Linked DNA regions of Mus musculus: region 2 is linked to region 1. The links are chromatin contacts, called in public promoter capture Hi-C maps. All regions are on one chromosome and are shown on one strand. Each heading gives the region's core, a stretch centred on a gene start, on an enhancer-like site or on the middle of the called end of the contact. The rest is flanking DNA. Distances are from core to core; before and after follow the strand shown. Region 1 holds the start of Tmtc1 (transmembrane and tetratricopeptide repeat containing 1). Region 2 holds the start of Pthlh (parathyroid hormone-like peptide).

Region 1 (2,700 bases), core at 95-2,594:
TGACACCTCTCCCTAGCTCCTACCTGGAACACCCACAGCATAGCAGCTTCAGGAGCATCGTAGGCCACCTGGTCCGGTCCCTTTATTCCTCATCTGCCCAGCAGTACAACCTCCCTGGAGAAGCTGACAACTTGGAGCATCGCCACCCTCTGGAACCCGCTAATCGCGGGTAGGAAAAGCTCCAGCGAGAAGTCTGCCATCCTTGAAGCCCCGGGGGACATAGCAGGCAGAACTCGGTCCCAACTCCGCAGCCAGGAAGCGCGGGAGAACCTAGGTTTAGCTGGGAAGATATAGGGCAGAGCAGAGATCTCCCCGAGTAGCGCGGAGAGTACCCAAAACAGAGCCAGAAGAAAACGATGTAGTGCTTCAGAACCTGAGCAAAGCCTTGAGAACCTTAAGCTGTCCCGGGTAATGACCAGAGGTAGAGCCAGGTGGATTCAGGACTAAGCCTGGAGCAATAGGATCAGAGTCCGACCCGAGAGAACCCAGCCAGAGCAACGAGATCTCGGGGCAGAGCGGAGAGAACCTCGTTCAGAGAAAATCTGGGGCTGCGCTGACAGAATACTAGAGTTGTGAGGGCCTGGGACAGACCCTGGAGAACACTTAAGATAGAATCAGGAGCGCCAAGCATAGAGCCCAGAGGACCTGGGGCAGAGATTGGAGAACGGAACAGGGCAGAGATGCAAAGCGTAGAACCTAGAGGACCAGACTGAACAGCCAGAACACAAGATAAATCCAGGAGGATCTGGCTGATGACTAAAAGACCAGGGGTAGAACTGAGAGAAAGGGGAGAACAACCTAGAGGAGGTACCGAGGGACCTGTCAGAAGTGTCCCCGCCGTACCATCCCTTCTCCAAGGAGAGGCGTCTAGACCCCAGGACGCACAGGCTCACCTGAAGGACAGCACGCACAGTGGCCGATAGGACTTGTGGCTGGTGCTGTCCGCCAGGCCCTTGCCCCAGAAGTCGTTAGCGAAGATGGCCCAGCGCAGCGGTGTCCCGGGCCGCACGTCGGGGTTGTTCACGATCGCCCACACATCGTCGTGTACAAACTCGCCCCGCAGCGAGCGGCCGTAGCAAAGGCAGCTGGCCCCAGCTAGCAGCGCCGCGGCCCCCGCTGGAACCAGCCCGCAGCGCGGGCGCCGCGAGGGCGCGCGCTCCCCGCCGCCGCGGTCCCCGCGGGTCACCAGCATCGCACCGCCCGCACGGCCGCTCCCGCGCAGCGCGCATCCTCCCCGGCCGGGACCCGGGCGCGCAGCGGCCTGCTTGGCTCAGGCATCGCACGCCCACTGTCCCCGCCCGGGCGCCCGGTGCTCTGCCGCCGCGGTGGCCCAGCTGCAAATAAACAGCGATCCCCCCGCCTCCCCGGGCCATCGCCGCCGCCTCCGCCCACTCTGCGCATGCCCGCTTGCGCGCCTCCGCCTCCTGGATCCTGGGACCTGAGGTCCCCAACACCTGGCCTCTACCAGCTGGCGCTGAGTCCGGGACAGCCAGAGCGCGCAGGTTTAGCGGGTCGCCGCAGGGCTTGAGGGGACACGCGGGAAGGCCACCCAGGGTCCCACCGGGTACGCCCAACTGCTTTCCCAGACCAGTCCCCAGCCGGTCTCAGCTGCGGAGGGGCAGGTCCCCGCCGCCTCCCGGCCGCAAATCGGCAGGCTTGTCAGGTACTCAGTCTGGACCCGGACACCCTCTCTCCCTGGAGGCGTGAGCGATTCGAAACCAGCTGGACAGATGGGGGACAAGCTCCAGCACCCGCAGGGCTTAAAGTCTTCCAAGGTGCTATGCCCCAGTCCTGGGAACGCAACGCGCGCAGCAGTCCTTTCCCCAAAGCCCAGGGGTGCATCCCCGGCTGTGAACTGCCTCCTTGCTGTTTCTGCTGCTGCTTATAATAAGCCCGGTTTTGATTTTTATTTCCGTATGGGAAGCTCTTCCTTTTGTTTTTCCCTTAAACTCTTAAGCAATGAAGGAGGCGCTGAACACATTACTTCTGGCTTTCTTTTGGTTTTGGTTTTGAGACCCTGCCTTAGGCTGACATTCAGGCAGTCCTGGGCATTGGCTACAGAAGCCAGGCTGATCTCGAATCCTAGAGTACCCCCTACCTCAGCTGCCCAGGCCCAGCTACTTTACCTGCTATTTTACTGGTTGGATCTCTTGGGAATAATTATTGTCTCCTGGGAGACTGCCTTGACCCTTAAATACAAATTAAAACTATGGACTGCCTTGGCATTGCCTCTGGCTCAGAAACTTCCTGTCTTTCTCGAAACTGTTCTACTTTTGAATGCCAATCACAACAAATAAATGAGGTATTCCAGAAAAACACTGACTTCCCCTAATACTGAAAAGCCCCGTTGGTTCTTTCAGGCCACTTGTGAATGGACATGGCTTTATTACTGAAATTAACTGAGACTTCATACATCCAGACCCCAAACCTCAAAATAAAGTCGTCATTAAAACAAACAAAAGCCAAACAACATCAAACTTTTGACAAGAAAGAAAAGAAACTTGAAATGGAAAGGAGAATTTGTTCTTTGAGCCTCCCGATGGCTCCTTAAATTTAAACACCAGAGCACTTAATGCAGCAGTTCCCAAATTAACAGGGACATAGTCCAAGACAGGATCCATTCTTGCCTCTTTTGATGTTTTGTTTATTGTTGGTTTTTCTTGGTGAATCAAAATTGGTGAGAGAGGAGCAAAGCTGAAA
Region 2 (2,700 bases), core at 80-2,579, 1.2 Mb before region 1:
TAAATTATATAATATGCTTTGTTATGTAACACAGTCCTGTTTTATATGCTTAAAATTATGTCATTCATAATAAAACTAGACACAACGTTTTTGCTTTTCACACACAGACTGCCACCCACATTTAGACATATCCACTCGCTTGTGTGCGCGCACACACACACACAGACACAGACACACAGACACACACACAGACACACACACAGACACACACAGACACACACAGACACACACAGAGGCACACAGACAGTTCCTGAATCCCCCAGTTTCCTGCTGAGTTTCAGAACCTCTCGGTGGATAAAGTAACTTTGGTGGTTCCCTGCAGACAGATATCTTGCCGGCCCAGGTTCTGAAAAAGACTCCCTCTTATGGAAAGGCACATCAAACTTGTTTCGTGCCTGTCCATTTTGGGGTCTCACCAGCTCTCTAGATGGCTTTCCTGGGCTCAGCCCCTTGCTAGCAGGTACCCCGTGACTGTGTCCAACTCAGGTTGGGACCATCAGGGACCCCTAGGCTTCCTCAGCATCGCCCGCCTCAGCTGGCGCTGGTCTTCCCCACCCCTCACCCCAGGAGGAAGACCGGTACTTACAGCCTGCGGCCAAGCCCCTCCACCGAACGCCCGCGGGAGGGCACGGAGTAGCTGAGCAGGAATACCAGGACACTCCACTGCTGAACCAGCCTCCGCAGCATCGTGCCGCTCGCTGGCTCTGGGGACCTGCAAGAGTGGAACCCGAGGGTCAGTCCCGGCTCTCCATCTCTTCCTCGCACTGCCCCGCTCCCTCTTTTGGAACCCCGTGGCTTCCCAACAGCCACTCCAAAGTCGAGGGCATCTCACAAGTTAGGAGGAAAAAAGAAAACAAGAAAAAGAAAGCAAAAAAGTGTCTCCGAGCCCCTGAGCACTTACTTGTGTAGGAATCAGCGCCTCTAACTGCGCCTCTCTCAAACCGCACAGGCAAAAAGGGACCCGAGAGGGGAAAAAGCAATCAGAGAGCTTCCTCTGAAAGAAGAGCGAAAACCGGGCGTTTTACATAGGCGTCGGGGATGCGTGGCGCGTTGCTGTGGCTCCCATAGCAATGTCTAATTAGTCTTGGCGGCAGCACTCTGGGTCGTGGGGCAGGTCAAACCCCTCTTCAAACGCGGGTGTTCCTCAGGAGTCAGCTGTCCTGCGCACCGGGCCTCTGGGTGCACAGCCACTTGCGGCAGAGCGCGTATATATACATAGCTGTCGGTCTACCTCCTTCGGTGGGCTGGTTGCTTCCGGAAAGTTGATTCCACAACGCCCTTGAACAAGTTGCAGGCGCGCGTGTCGTGGATGCGAGGGCCAGGTGGCCGCGAGGGCGGGTTCCGGCAGCGGGGCGGAGCGGCCCAGCTGGGGCGGCGCAGGTTGGAGAGTAGCTGTGAGCCCAGCCCTGGAAGGTTCACACGCTCCGGGGCCAACCTGCTGAGAAGTGAGCGAGTCGCAAAGAGGTGGCGCCCGAGGAACGCGCGCCGGCGGAGCAGGCAGGGGTGAGCGGGCCGGCGGGGGCGGGGAGCACAGGGGAGCCCGGAGCCACGGAGCCCCACCCCAGTCCTGGCCCGCGTGGGCCGATCTGACGCTCTCCTCCTCCTGAACCGGCCTGCTGTCGCCTGAGTGGCAGGTCCAGGAGTCCAGGTCCCTACAAACAGCAAGGAGGAACCCCGGGTGGCCTGAGAATCCCAAGAGTCCCAAGCTCGCTTGCAAGCTCGCATTGCACTGCATTCCTGCCTGGTGTGGCCTTCTCCTGGGGAGGGGACTAAACCTAGCACCCAGAAGAGCAAAGGCGATTTTGGGTCTTACTGTTTGGGAAGGGTTGGGGACATCACGTCTGGAGCAGGTCCTAGAACGGGTGTGTGAGCAAGGAAGAAGACCCACTTTGTGATCACAGACGACCTGGAATGCGCAGAGTCCTTCTTTCTCACCTTCTTCTGATAACCTACTCTATGTCCTGATAAAGATTCACTGAGTGCCCATTTGCTTCAGCTTCTCAGTGCTGCTGGGCAGGGAGTGGGGGTGGGGGGTGGGGGAGAAAGTTGTGAGTTACTGATTGTGGGTCTAGAGGTGTGTGTGTGTGTGTGTGTGTGTGTGTGTGTGTGTGTGTGTGTGTGAATACTAGTTTCCCCCCAGGTCCTAGATCACGCTGAAATGAACATGGGAACCACTCAAAGAAGTTTGCCTTCTAGACAATACTGCTGGAAAATTTCATCTGACTCTCTAGGAGGCTAGTGTCACTCAAAGACCTTTGTCAGACCTGGGCTGTGATGCTCTACAGACTTCTGGGGTGGGTACTCCTAGGACTTCTCACCCCTCCCCTCCCCTAAGCCTTGCTGCTCGCCAGCAGTTAAAGCTTTCAGCTGTCTTGGGCGGGGTTCCCTCTCATCAGAAGCCCTTGTCTCTTTCCCTTGATTCCTTTAAACTTCATACTTGTAAAAAAAAAAAAAAAGTTGGCTTCTTCCCACCTTAAAAAGAAACCCGGGAATTTCCATAACGTCCTTTAAGTGGTTAAGAATTTGTAACTGTTAGACATGTTTACATGGCACGAAAAGAGAAAGTTTGAACCTGTGACACTCTGTGATAACCCTTCCCCAAAGATGCTGGAGCCCTAATTGATCTGGAGTGGGGAGCCCCATGAGAGGAAAAGAAGGGACTCACAAAGCAACCATTCTGCTGCGTTTCCTGAGACTTGC

What was found. Promoter capture Hi-C pulls out the DNA fragments that hold promoters and counts their contacts.
Region 2: a contact with region 1 is called in a promoter capture Hi-C map of liver, with 5 times the contacts expected there. The contact joins the promoter of Pthlh here to the promoter of Tmtc1 in region 1.

Annotation. Positions count from the first base shown.
Region 1 is chr6:148,443,008-148,445,707 of GRCm38.p6, forward strand. Tmtc1 (transmembrane and tetratricopeptide repeat containing 1) reads right to left here and starts at 1,345. Exons shown (of 20, transcript NM_198967.5): 1 at 894-1,345. The coding sequence starts at 1,192.
Region 2 is chr6:147,262,684-147,265,383 of GRCm38.p6, forward strand. Pthlh (parathyroid hormone-like peptide) reads right to left here and starts at 1,330. Exons shown (of 4, transcript NM_008970.4): 1 at 902-1,330; 2 at 587-712. The coding sequence starts at 687.